Regions from separate parts of the Oryctolagus cuniculus genome. Here region 2 is linked to region 1. The links are chromatin contacts, called in public Micro-C maps. All regions are on one chromosome and are shown on one strand. The core of a region is the stretch at or near the end of the contact, and the rest is flanking DNA. Distances in the headings are between cores, read along the strand shown. Region 1 holds the start of RFX5 (regulatory factor X5). Region 2 holds the start of PIP5K1A (phosphatidylinositol-4-phosphate 5-kinase type 1 alpha).

Evidence for each region. A called contact is a pair of places that touch in the nucleus more often than the background predicts.
Region 2: a contact with region 1 is called in a Micro-C map of ear pinna, with 3 times the contacts expected there. The contact joins the promoter of PIP5K1A here to the promoter of RFX5 in region 1. A contact is called at or near these places in 3 of 6 Hi-C or Micro-C datasets (ear pinna, psoas muscle and an unstated tissue).

The regions. Positions count from the first base shown.
Region 1 is chr7:46,756,821-46,763,953 of mOryCun1.1, reverse strand. It overlaps RFX5 (regulatory factor X5), which reads right to left and starts at 3,064. Exons shown (of 9, transcript NM_001171491.1): 1 at 2,949-3,064; 2 at 2,698-2,731; 3 at 2,409-2,491; 4 at 2,073-2,192; 5 at 1,771-1,890; 6 at 1,565-1,646; 7 at 1,076-1,277; 8 at 769-869; 9 at 1-619. The coding sequence starts at 3,064. LOC103350058 (a long non-coding RNA gene) reads left to right here and starts at 4,168. Exons shown (of 3, transcript XR_518121.4): 1 at 4,168-4,365.
Region 2 is chr7:46,913,956-46,920,720 of mOryCun1.1, reverse strand. PIP5K1A (phosphatidylinositol-4-phosphate 5-kinase type 1 alpha) reads left to right here and starts at 5,260. Exons shown (of 15, transcript XM_070077715.1): 1 at 5,260-5,795. The coding sequence starts at 5,714. LOC127493752 (a long non-coding RNA gene) reads left to right here and starts at 6,267. Exons shown (of 2, transcript XR_007924288.2): 1 at 6,267-6,363. It overlaps VPS72 (vacuolar protein sorting 72 homolog), which reads right to left and starts at 307. Exons shown (of 6, transcript NM_001171300.1): 1 at 191-307. The coding sequence starts at 307.

The sequences.
Region 1 (7,133 bases), core at 1,815-4,314:
AGGCCTGGGCAGAGTCCACGGCAGCTGCTGACTTGTCGGGGGTCGAATTCCTTTCCCCACTTCCACCTGACTTCTTCCGAGGGCGCCCCCGCTTCCTTCTGGCATCGCTTGCTGTATCCTCCATATCCTGCTTTGCTGCTTTAGCTGGTGGGTCCTGCCCACTGGCCTCACTCACGGGTACCTCAGCTGTCCTCTTGCCACTCTTGTCATGGGCTCCGGGGTCACCATGACCCATGACTACCTCTCTGTGCTCTGTGCCCCAGGCCTGAGTGAGTCCCACGGAAGGAGCCTGTCCAGGCCCAGGCGCGGGCAGAGCAGGAACAGCTGGCAAGATCATATTAATGATGGGCACAGCTGCCTGGGGTCCCCCAGGCCTACTGGGCAGGGGCAGTGTAGCCACTTTCAGGGTGCCTGAAGGAAGCTTGGGGGCCAGGATGGGCGAAGAGACTCGGATTGGAGGAATAAGTGAGCGAGGGGCCCGGGGAAGGAGCATAGGCAGCCGGGCCACCAGGGCATTAACCTGAGGGTTATTGGCTGCTGGGGCCGAGCTCTCAACTACATTCTTCTTCCGCTCTCCACGTCCCGCAGCCCCAGCCCGGGCTTCCAGCTCCTTGGGAGGCTAAAAAGAGAAAACAAGATCATGGTAAGGCACGAAGACTGAATAGCAGAGCCAACACGGGTGGGTGCTGGAAGCAAACATGGGTTGCAGCCTCCAGGGGAAGGGTATGCCAAGCCTCCAGCCCCTGGAAGCCCCATCCATCGCCTCACCTGGGCTGCTTTCTCTGGTTTCTTATGGCCTCCACTCTCCAGGTGCTCTACACCATTCTTGGACTTCGAAGACCGTTCCCTAGGGGCATGCTCCTCTTCTTCTGCACAGGTGCCAGAAGAGGGAGTAAAGTGAGGGTGAGGAGAAGGCCGAGGGCTGGAGGAGTGACAGGGAGAGACGTGGCCAAGAGGGAGCTCTGAAGCATGTCTTAGGAGGGTGGCCGGGAACAGAAGGCAAGGCCAAGGTGTCACTAATGTAGCGTGTGGGCGGGCCTTTGGCATTGGGAGCGGGAAGGGAGGGTCCACCCACCAGCAAGCCCCATGGCCTTAAGCACATGGGCGTGAGCAGACCGGGCAGAGATGAGATGCTGCTGCAGCAGGAAGCGGGCGACCTCCACGATGGAACTGAAGGAGCGTTTCAGGATTCGTTCAGCCCAGTCACAGGTCAGGGCGCAGGCTGCCTCCACCAGCTCATCTCGAGGTGCAGGGGTGACTTCTGGGCCCATTTCCGGCTATGGTTAGGAAGGACACAGCCATCACACTCCAGGTGTGACCAGGTGACCCTTGCCCCCTCTCTGACGTTACTCTTGGCCAAGCTGAGACCTGAGTAGCCTTTACCTATCCCATCCCAGAAACCCACAGATCCTCCTCATGCTCTGCCTCAACCAGAAGGCAGGCAGAAGGTACTAGAAGCTGTGCACATAATGGCCCATGCCGTGTTAGCTCTCAAAGCACGCCCCAAGTCCTCAGACTTTCCACCAAGGAGAGAACAGAGCTGGAGGGTCATTTTGTTACTTACGGTCTCAAAACCCTTAAGGTCGAGCCCAGGCAGGGGTGGCATGGACACCAAGGTCTTTCTTCGTATGCCACTGTAGCAGTATCTGATGCAAGTTAAGGTGCAGCCAACGCCTGGTGCGCCTGAAGCCCCTTAGCCAAGTTGGGCTGTTCCCAGGCCCGGTTCTCCTCCCCAGCTGCTCCAGGCCCAACCTCTCCAGTCAAGGATACTTGGACTGGCCCCGGCCACCAAGCCTTCGGGCCTTGATGTCAGGGAAGATCTCTCGGATGATTTTGCCAAAGTTGGCTGTGCTGAGCGGGCGGCAACAGGCAAGACTCTCACAGTACTTCCTGAGCAAGTGGGGGGCAGAGTGGGAAGACACTCAGAGAAGGAGGCTGCGGGTAGGCTCAGAGGGTTCCTGGGAACCCTTTAGGAAGCCAGGGTCCCTGGGAACCCTATCAGGGCAAGGAGCTCTCCAGGGGAGGGGCCAGTCCTGTGCCCAGCAGCATACCCCCCCTTCCCCTCCACCCACCGATAGGCATCATAAACACTTTGCTTGGGCAGACAGGTGTCCGTGTGCTCCTCCAGGTGGTTGCGGATCCACCTATAGGCATACATGTACTCCTCATTGCTGAGCGTGCTGGGCTCCGAGCTGCAGGAGAAGGAAAAGGGACAGGCATGACTGAGAACCCAGCACTCAACGCTGGCTCTCCCCAGACGACGACTTCAGTAGTCTGGATCCAATCAGTTCAGCCGGGATCCACCTTTCCCTGGTACCAAGCCCTTGATCGGGGACAAAAGTTAGGAGCCTTCCTGTCCCAGTGAGCCTCTCTCACTAAAGAATCGAAAACCCTACCCCCAAGCCTACCTTTTGTCTCCGGTGCTGGGCCCTGAGGGCAGCTGAAGGTAGAGATAGAGCTTGTCGTTGTCTGAGAATTTCTGTACATCTTGCTGGGGGTGGGGTCGGGGGTGACAGAGGCAGGAGAAATAATAAGGCCAAGCTGGACCTGATAGAGGACCCTCTACCCCTCACCACAATGCCTAGTTGGCTTAGGGGTAGGACCGCAAAGACACCTCACTTTCAAGAATTCACTTGAGGCTGGGAGCCTGCTGCCCACCAACACCAGCTCGCTACTGCCCAGCCCCAACACACTTACCAGGATTCCTTCCACTTTGTTTTGCACGGCCTTGCTGTAGGGAAGAGAGGAAAATGCTGGAGGTCACCCGTGAGGTTTTCCCCCACCCCTCTGTCAGCTTGCTGGGAAGGGAAGAGAACTCAGACACCTCGCAGGTGCTGGACAATCGCTCCCAGAGGCAAGAACCTCGCTTGTCCTGCTCAGGGGCACTTGGGGAAAGCCAGATGGTTCTCCAGCCTGGTCTACAACGGGGTTTGGAGATGGGTACTTACGAAATGGTACCTCGGAGCCTCTGGAGAAGGGTGGTAGGCTCCCCAGCCTCAGCTCCACCTGTGGAGGCCCGGCCCCCAGTCTTGGGGCTCTTGGCATCCGGCTCATCTTCAGCCATGCCGGCATGAGGGCTGGGGCGACAGGGGGGAGAGGGTGGTGAGACTGAACCCCTGTTGGCCAGCCCTTGCCCTGGACACCCCCAGGGCGCTCCTGATCTCAACAAAACCCGCAGATCCCCCTGATGGTCTTTCCCTCACCACCTACCTGGCCTTCTCCGAAAATTAGAAATCAATCCATGGCTTCGCCAGGCCCATCTACGTACCTAAAGAGAACTCCATGCTGTCTGCACCCACCTCTCTCAAGTCTCCTAAACCCAGGAGGCCGTACGGGAAGAGGCAGGGGGATTGGGAGCTGCCGTTAGAAAGACACTGTCATTTCTGCCTCTCACCCCAACCTGGCCTCCTCTCCCTCAAAAGCAACGAGGACCACTAAACAAAGTTCCCTGTTTCTCTCTTGGATACGCTCCTCACCAGCGCGTCGGCTCGGGAGGTCGGAAAGAATCCGGCCGTCCTCTGGCCTTGCGGGCTTGAAAACCAACTGGGCCCGGGTTTCCATGACTCAACCTCGCCACGGCCCGGCTGCCGCTCCCCCGGCCCCGGCGTCCTCTCCCCTAGCCTCGCGGCTCGCGGCGCGCCCCCCACCGCCCGCCCGGCCGCCGCGCCCCGGGCCCCAGCAGCGGCCGGGCGGGGGGCGCAGGGCCGCGGAACTCGGGGGCCGGCCGCGGGAAACCCGGGTCCGCGGCACGTGCAGAGGGGCGAAGAAGCTGTTGGAAACACAGCCCGGATCTCTTCCAGCTCTGCTCCCGGCTCACGTCGCCCCTCCCCAGCCCCGGGCCGGCGCCTGCCAACACGCGCCACGATAAAGGTGAGGAGAAAGAGAAACTACCTCGCAGCCACCTTCACTCCAGCCCAGCCCCGCGGTCCCGGCCCGGCGGGCTCGTGCGTTGCTTTATTTTCCTTTTTCTGAATGGTCGCGGCGGCCGCGATCTGCCTAGATACACGGGCGGCCTGCTCCGTCATTGGCCGTCGCTGCCGCCCGGAGACAGGGGGCGCAGGGCGCGCGCCGGTGGCAGCCGAAGTCTGCCTGGCAACAGAATCTGATTGGTCAGCAGGGGAGGGAAAATCCAAAGTTGGGCTTATTTGAGTCAAGAGGGGGAAGTCCGGGTTGGGTTTCGGTTAAAACTGGGGTCGGTTGGGACCGTCGGTCCCGAGAGGTTCTTCTCTTAAAGGGACCGCAGGACGGAAGCCCGGGCGCTCGGCTCCCCGCGGAGATTTCGCTTCTTTGGCCGCGTCCTCCCGTGATTCGGTTTTGCTTTCAGCTGTCAGAGCTGCCAGGAGGAAATAAGCAGTGGAGGGTAACGTAAGTGGCAAAGTATGGGTAGCAGAGATGGACGTTCGCGCTAAGCTCACGCAGCCCCCTGCTGAAGGGAGAGGCACCGAGCCCTCCCGCACCGCGGCGGCCGCGCCACGTGAAGCTGCAGCCGCTCCCCCCTTCGTGCTCCCGGGCTCCCCGCGTGTGCATCATTTCCTTGCAAAGGCAGGCTGATGCCTCTGCAGCCCCGCAGTTCAGCACTCAGCCACTGACTGCCGCAGCGGGTGTGGGCTGCCCACGGAAAACTTTTCAGCCCCGCAGAGCGCTGACCCGAGTGCGGCAGGGGTTCTCAGTCCTCTTCGTTAAGACTTTCTTAGGCACGAATCAGATGGAAGCAGTGACCCCTCTGTGCGCACAGACCAAGCTTTTGCATCGCGTTTCAGAGAGCTCACGCTCTCGGGTTGGCAAGTGGATGGAGTTTGCTTTGCACAGAAAATGGGTTACACTCGGAGCTGCGTTTGCAGCCTTGACTTCTAGCACGTTCTCCAGGCGCATCACCAACGTGCTTTTGAGAAGGAGACGGCAGTGCTGCCAGCTCCTGTGGTACTGGGGGAACCCAGCGGGGATTAGGATATACTGGCAAGAAGGTTTCCTGATGACTTCTAAAACTTCTTAGGTGTTCACTGGGTGTCAGGCACTGCACCAAAGCTCACAGCTGCTCATAGCAGCTCTCTGAAGTGGGCACAGTAGGCTAGCTTAAAAATTTGCAGGTGACAGGGGATAAATGGGAAGTTTTAGTAAAAGAAGAAAATATATCGTAGCTACACAAAGGAGATTATTGTTTTAAAGATTAATTTTTTTTGGATTTTATTTATTTGTTTGAGAGGTAGAGTTACAGACAGTGAGAGAGAGACAGAGAGAAGGGTCTTCTTTTTGTTGGTTCACTCCCCAAATGGCCGCCACAGCTGGAGCTGTGCTGATCCAAAGCCAGGAACCAGGTGTGTCTTCTGGGTCTCCCATGTGCGTGTGGGGGCCCACACACTTGGGCCATCTTCCACTGCTTTCCCAGGCCATACCAGAGAGCTGGATTGGAAGAGGAGCAGCCGGGACTAGAACCGGCGCCCATATGGGATGCTGGCACTGCAGGTGGAGGATTAACCTACTGTGCCACATTGCCAGTCCCTAAAGATTTATTTTATTTATTTGAAAGACAGAGTCACAGAGAGAGGTAGAGGCAGAGAGAGAGGTCTTTCATTCGCTGCTTCACTCCCCAGATGGCTGGAGCTGCGCCAATGCGAAGTCAGGAGCCAGGAGCTTCTTCCAGATCTCCCAGGTGGGTGCAGGGGCCCAAAGACTTGGACCATCTTCTACTGCTATCCCAGGCCAGAGCAGAGAGCTGGATTGGAAGAGGAGCAGCTGGGACTAGAACCGGCGCCCATATAGGATGCTGGCGCTTCAGGCCAGGGTATTAACCTGCTATGCTACAGAGATTATCTTGCTAGCTCACCTTCACAGGTGAGCCTGAGTGGGGCGAAGGCTAGAGATAGGAAAGACAGGCACTGACTTATTTCTCCCAGGCATTGGTGCTAAGAGACACAAAACTGAATCTCAGGTCAGGTCCTTGCCCTGTGAAATAACAATAAAAATGGTCTGAAACACATCATCATAATAGCAGATGCTTCCAGAGAGCGTGAGGCAAGCTCTGTGTCATAGAGGTCTCTCCTTTGGGCTGGGTTGTTGTAAGGGCTTTACACACATTACCTACCTGTCTATCTCATAGCAGCTCTATTAGGTAGGAGCTGTGACTGGTCCCCTTTCACAGCCAGAGACTGAGGCAATTGGAAAGTTAGTAATTAGCCCAAGGTTACACAAATAGTAGGGGATGGAGCCAGGATCTGAATTTAGGCTGTCAGGATTCAGAATTTTTTCTTAGGGACTTTTGCCTCATGGTACCTCTGAAAATCAGATGGGTCACCACCAGCTCTACTACAAAAATTCAGCCAGGGTTCTTGCTCTTGCCACGTCGGCTCAGACTGGCCTGCTCTAACCAAGAAATATGGCCTTGAGGCTAAGGTTGTGGCATAGCAGGTAAAGCTGCCACCTTCGATGCCTGCATCCCACATGGGCGCTGGTTTGAGACCTGGCTGCTCCACTTCCAATCCAGTTCTCTGCTAATGCACTTGGAAAAGCAATGGAAGATGGTCCAAGTGCTTGTCACCCAATGGGAGACGCAGAGCAAGCTCCTGGCTCCTGGCTGTGGCCTGGCACAGCCCTGGCTGTTGCAGCCATCTGGAGATTGAACCAGTAGATGGAAGATCTCTCTGTCACTCCCTCTCTCTGTAACTCTATTAAATAAATAAATAAATCTTTTTTTAAAAATACATTATAAAAAGAATACAAAGGCAAGCTATAAATCGGGGGAAGATATTTTCAAGACATGTAACTGACAAAGGACTATTTTCTGGGGTTTATGAAAGTCTCTTACAGGGGCAGGCATTTGGTGCAGTAGTTAGTCTCTGCCAGAGATGCCTGCATTCCACATTGGAGCCCTGGCCTCCACTTCTGATCCAGCTGATGCCCACCTTGGGAGGCAGCAGGCAATGGCTCAAGTACTTGGATTCCTGCCACCCATGCAGGAGACCTGGACTGAGTTCCAGGCTCCTGGCTTCAGCCTGGCTCAGCCCTGGCTGTTGTAGGCATTTGGGGAGCAAACCAGCTGATGAAAGATCTCTCTCTGGTCTGTCTCTGTCTCTCTGCTCTTCAAATGGATGAATAAATAAATAATTAATTTAAAATAGACCTCTTACAAAGGAAAA
Region 2 (6,765 bases), core at 4,011-6,510, 150 kb before region 1:
CCCAACCCGGCCAAGGGTTGTCTCTTCCAGGACTCCACTGCACCCCCTCCCACCCACCCTGACTCGAGTATCAGCTCCCAGAGCTCCTCGGTAGAGATTCCCCGCCCCCTTCTTCTTTGTCCAGGGTTTTTCCTTGCAAGACTCCTTCTCTTCGCTTCCTCCCTTCCCTCTTCCTGGGCCCGCTTCTTGCCTCTGTGAAACCCCCATAAGTCGTCTGGTAGAACTCATCTTCTTCCTCTGCCTCCAGGAGCCCAGAGAGCCGGTTCCCAGCGGTCTTCCGGGGGGCCCGGCCCCCAGCCAAACTCATATCGCCTACGGAGACTGCGCCGCCACCAGCGGCCCCTCACCCAGCTCGGTTCTCGGAGCTCGGTACTCGACACCACTACCTGCGGGAGGGAGGCCTCAGCTGGCGGAAGTCAGGCGTCAGGCAGAAGCAGTAGAACATCGATGCCTTCTGGTCCCGCCCCCTACAGCCCTCTTTACCTTTCAGCCCCGCCCACTCTGGCGCTGAGCCTCCAAGCCACCTCCGACCTGTCTTGCTGAATGAGTATATGCCGTGCCCGTGACACCAAGACTAAGTACAGACTTTGTAGTGAACAAGTTTTTTTTTTTTTTTAAGATTCATTCATTTATTCATTTGAAAGGCAGAATTATAAAGACAGAGAGGGATCTTCTATCAGCTGGCTTACTCCCCAAATGGCCATAATGGCGGGGGCTGGGCCAGGCTGAAACCAGGAGCCGGAAACTCCATCGGGGTCTCACGTGGGTGGCAGGAGCCCCAGCACTCCAACCTTCCTTTACTCTTCTTCCCAAGCGCATTAGCAGGGAGCACTACTGGAAGTGGAGCAGCTGGGACTTGAACTGGCGCTCAAATGGGATGCTGGCATTGCAGGTGGTGGCTTAACCCACTGGGCCACAAGGCTGACCCCAACAAATATGCTTTCAGAGGTCATGTTTCTATGTTCCAGTCTTTCATTCTGCTGTAGGTAGTAACTTTTCTAAAAATGGAATTAATCTTCTCCTCAAAAATCTTTAATGGAGGCTGGCGTTGTGGCCCACTGCCTGCAACAGCGGCATCCCATATCGGTGCCAGTTTAATTCGCAGCTGCTCCATTTCTAATCCAGCTGCCTGCTAATTTGCCTGGAAAAAGATAGGCCCCTTCCACGCAGGTGAGAGAACAGACCGGTGCGCCTGGTTTTGGCCTGGCCCAGCCCTCGCTGCTGTAATTGTTTGGGAGAGAACCAGCAGATGGAGGAGTCATCGCTCTTTGTTTCTCCCTCTCTCTCTCTGTAACTCTGCCTTTCAAATAAATAAATCTTTTTTAAAAAATGAACTTATCTTTTTAAAGATTTATTTGAGAGAGTTACAGAGGGAGAGAGAGAAAGAGAGAAAGGTCCACCATCTGCTGGTTCATTCCCCAAATGGCTGCAATGGCCAGAACTGAGCCTATCTGAAGCCAGGAGCTTCTTCCAGGTCTCCCATGTGGGTGCAGGAGCCCAAGGACTTGGGCAATCTTCCACTGCTTTCCCAGGCCACAGAGCTGGATTGCAAGTGGAGTAGCCAGGACTTGAACCAGTGTCCACAAGGGATGTCAGCACTGCAGGTGGAAGCTCCACCCTCTAGACCACAGCGCCAGCCCCTAAATAATTTTTTTTTAAATCTTTAATGACTCGGGCCGGCGCCGCAGCTCACTAGGCTAATCCTCCGCCTGCGGCGCCAGCACACCGGGTTCTAGTCCCGGTCGGGGCGCCGGATTCTGTCCCGGTTGCCCCTCTTCCAGGCCAGCTCTCTGCTGTGGCCAGGGAGTGCAGTGGAGGATGGCCCAAGTCCTTGGGCCCTGCACCCCATGGGAGACCAGGAGAAGCACCTGGCTCCTGCCATCGGATCAGCGCGGTGCGCCGGGCCGCAGCACGCTGGCCGCGGCAGCCATTGGAGGGTGCACCAACGGCAAAGGAACACCTTTCTCTCTTCTCTGTCTCTCACTGTCCACTCTGCCTGCCAAAAAATAAAAAAAATTAAAAAAAAAATCTTTAATGACTCATCTACAGGATAAAGTCCAAAATTCTCAAGGCATAAAACATGGTGTTATGGCTAAGAACACAGTTTGAGTTTGAGCTTTAAGATCTAACTGCATGACCTTGAATGAGTTACTTTGTTTGAATGTTTTCTCACCTGTAAAGTAGGACTAAGAATAATATCCATGTTTTAAAGACTGTTGAGAAGATTCAGAGATATGATCCTTGAAAACTGCTTGACACAGTGTTTAGTGATCCTGTAGTAAAAAGTTCGGAGGTGATAACTACTATTACTATGGCATTCACGATCCTTCGTAATTTAGCCTCTCCCTGTCTATCTAGCCTCACTGCTTGCCACGTCATCCTATTCCAGCATCACTCCCCTGACACACCCAACTGTCATGCCTCTGTGCCGGTCCTCCTTAGAATCCCTTTCATTTCTACATGGCAAAATTCTAATTTTATGGGACAGTGAAGTCTTCCTGAACACTAATTCCTTTCTTTCCAGGCACAGTTGCCATAAATCAGATACAGCATGTCTGCCGGATTCTTTGGAATAGTTAATCTCAAATGGTCTGTGGCATTGTCAAAACTAGGAATCATCTTCTGTTCCCATCTTTTTTTTAATTTTGAAAATATGGTTCTCAAGCCATTGCACAGTGCATACTCTAAAATGACACTGATTTGTGTGTATGGGCCCGTGTTGTGGAGCATTGGGTTAAGTTGCCACCTACAGTGCCTGCATCCCATATGAGTATCTGTTCAAGTCCCAGCTGCTCCACTTCCAATACAGCTCCCTGTTAATGTGCCTGGGAAAACAACAGAAGATGGCCTAAGTCCTTGGGTTCCTGTCACCTGTGTGGGAGAACCAGGTGAAGCTCCCGGCCCCTGGCTTTTGGCCTGGCCCAGTACTAGTCATTGCAGTCATTTGGGGAATGAACCAGTGGATGGAAGATCTCTCTCTCTGCCTCTACCTCTCTGTAACTTGGCCATTCAAATAAATAAATAAATCTTTAAAAAAAAAAAGATTTGTGTGTCTTTCCTCCTCATTAGTTTAAGATCTTTTCGAAAGCAAGGGGTTTATCTTCATTTCTGTATACTAGGAACGCTCATAGTACCTCAGACACAGCTGGGGCTAAATAATAATTCAGTGAATGAATGACTAAGTGAATAAAGTACCCATCCTCTTATTCTTGCCTCTGCACTGCTCTTGCCAATAACCAGCCCCTTCATCCCGAGCTTAGGAACCGCTTTACACCTTGGAGGATGCCTTAATAAGATTGTGTGTGCATATTCACGTGCACTTAAGTCTGTGTGTGTGTCTCTCTTATAGGCTCACCACATTGCCCTCATTTCCCAAAGTACGTATTTAGTCAACTCCCTTTTCCGTTTCCTTGGGGGCATTAAGCCAACATGTCCTGTTCTGCCCCTGCTTCCACACCCTGCCACGTCACCCCAGTTTTGCTATGCCAGGAATGTTACTGGAGAAGAGTGGCTGCGTGACTCAGAGGGCACCCTAGGGAGTAGAAGCAGGGACAAAGTGTAGGAGAAGAAGATGGAAGATACCTGCTTCTAAAACGCCCATAACTCTACTTTTGCCTGCATCTAGCCATCCAGTCAGGAGACATGCTGTGACAGGCACTGTTCTAGATGCTTGAGATAGAAAAATGGATAAGATGTGATCTTTGCTCTCAAGAGTTCAGTCTTATAAGGGAGATAAACAGGTAAACAGATTGAGATAATACAAGGTAGTATGTGGAACAGTTTTTTTTTTTTTTTTTTTTTTTTATGGTGCACAGCAATAAACAAAGACCCATAAGAAGCTTCAAGAAAATAGGGATTTCTTCTTTTAGGAGGGGTGAAATCAAATTCACAGATCAGATGCCAGGGAGGAGATTCCCCTCTTTGAAGATTTTGGTCATTCAGGAATTTATTGGCTACTTCTCATGTTTAAATAACAAACAGCTTTGTCTGCATTAGCTAATTTGTAAAGTAACTCAGGGAACTGTAGCAACCCCATGTCTTTTCTGGAAACAAGAATAATTTATCAAGAAATATTTATTTACCGAAGGTCAATGAGCCAAATCTTGTACCCCACACCGTCTAGTTCCTGTCCTGTTTAGTTGGGTGGGAAATGTAGGAATTGGCCACCATAAAGTGTCAATATGACACAATACCACTGCTGTAGATAATCCAATCCTTTGAAGTTCGTCTACCTTTAATATCCAAAGGAAGACCAATTAGCCAGCAGGTGGCAGCAAGGAAACAATTATTTCAGATCTTGATGAGGGAGTAGAAGGCTGAGATAAACGCATAGAGGATATTCTACAAATTTTGGAGGTCCTAGGTTCCTACGTGGGCCCATTGGACATCTAGATAGATGATAACCAAACCACTTTTGGGATTACAAAGCCTAGGATTTCCCCATTGCTGGGCTCCTAATCTGTGCAGTCACAGGAGGAGCTTGCGATACAAGAGTGAACCACACGGTCCTGGCTCTCCCTACAGAGACAGACGAGTCTTCAGGTTGCCCGCTAGTGCTCACACCTCCAGAGACCTTTGTCAGCACTAAGCAGTTAGTACGAAGTCTAGAATGGGGCTGGGAGGGAGATTTCCTGTGTATCTAGATGCCCTTTGGAGCATGGATCTTTGACTGCTGCCGGCTAAGGGCCTGGATCGCGGGAAGGCTGTCATACGGTCTGATCACCTTGTGTGGCTCCTTTGAACAGGCCTTTATATATTCATTTATGGCCTATTTACTGACTTCTGTCACTGTGCCCAGCACTGTTTGAGGCAAACAAAACATAGATCTATTTCAAATGTCACTAGGAGGAAAGTAAGGCACGCACGCACGTTAAATCAAACAGTAAACAAGGTAGTAAACCCGGAAAAGTGCTAGGAAGATTTTAGGGGCATACATCGTTTTTGCGATACTCGACTGTTTAACGTCTGTGCCTTGAAACCAGCGGTTCTGTCCGTAGTTCTTTCCCGGGCTGGGAACTGAAGAGGACCGGCCGGGTCGACTCGCGTCCGGAGCTCAGAGCCCCCATCACGGGGTCCTCTCAAAGCGCTGCCCCGCCGAGCCACCGTAGGAGCAGTCAGCCGGCTGGCGCGCGCATGTCTTCTTCACCCGAGAAGGCGTTAGGGCGGGAGCTACTCGCCTCACGTGACCACCAAGAGTCTCCTGATTGGCTTTACTCCTCTGTCCTCGCCACTGAGTGGAGCGCGGAGATGATTGGGCGCATGCGCAGTGCGCGGATTTCCTTAGCCACCCGAGTGGAGCGGTGGGGTTGGGCGATAAACAGGCTGTGGCTAGGAAGGAGGGGGCGGGGGCGTTCGCTGCTCCGGGACCTCTCATGCTTCGTTTTTCTTTTAGGTGTGGTTTAGTCCGGACGTGGGGTCTCGGCAGCCAGCTTGAGGCTACTCCCTTGTGAAAGGCGAAAGCAGCTCCTGCGGAAGGCGGTTGAAGTTACGTAGGGGGCACGAGACAGGAGTTCTCCCCCCATGCTAGGCGAATGGTGCGGCCCTGAGCTGGTCCAGGAGTTGGCTGGACGAGTCTGAGAGGCCCCAGAGGGGGCGGGAAAGTGGCCTTCAGAACGTGGGTTTTGTGAAGAGACGTGGGGAAGATTCGATTCCGAGAAGAGGAAGAGCCCGATTCACAGGGAGCGAGGACGCTGACGGGGAGGGGGCTGCCAAGATGGCGTCGGCCTCTTCTGGGCCGTCGGCGGTCGGGTGTTCAGCCTTGGATTCCGGGATCCCTTCCAGCACCTCGATCTCAGGTAAGCCGGGCGGGGCGTGGGCAGGAGGCTGGTGAGGGCTGTGCGGTGGGGGGAAGAGCAAGACGTGGGAGGGCACCTGTGGCTGGGAATGTCCGAGGGATTCCCGGTAAGGAGGACGGAAGGCTGGACTTTCAACTAGGACGCTTTTCTGAGTGGGCAGGGGGGAGTGTTAGGAAAATGGAGGCCTGTTGCGTGAGGGGAGCTGCTTGGCGTGGGAGGCAGGTCAGTTTCAAGTTGATGGTGGAGTTAGCTGGATGAAAATGTCGAAGAGAAGCCATGGAACTTAAAAGGTATGGAAAAGCCGTTGGACCCTTTCTCGATTACTGGGAAAGTGAGGGAATTAGGAGTTTTGTTGGATGTGGGAGTTACTTGAACTTTTTCAGAGACCCCTTACTGCGTCATTCCTTCACACTTGCCCCCCCCCCCCCCTCGTTTTCTATGACTGCTTTGGTGAGTGCTGTCTCTAGATTGGCCCAAGTTTGGGAAATAATGAGAAGTTTTGTGAGAGCCGGAGGAATGTGGGAAAATCGCATTAAAACAGCTGGAGAAGATGGACTGGAGTCTGCAGGTGCAGTAGGGAAGTGATGTTGGGGATAATGCCTGAGAAAGAAGGATGGGTGTGTGTGTGTGCGCGCTCCAAGTGCTGGAGGGGAATGTTGCATAATAGGAAATGGATGGGAAGAATGCTTGGGATGTGTCAGGAAACTGGAACTTGGAGAATGGAGCCAGAGAATATAGAGAGCTTCGGGTAGTTGGGAGCTAAGGAAGGCGGAGGGAGGGCTGAGGGGGCCCACAAGAAAAGCAGCAGATTTTGCGGAGGAGGGAAAATGTGTCGGGGTGTGGGGGGGTGGTATGTGAGTCAGACACTGTTCTAGAGCTTCTGTCAGAAATGTCTTGGAGTCCCTCAGTGACTGCTGCCTTTGTGCTGAACGGGAGAGGCTGTCAGATGCTGGATACTTGACTTGAGATT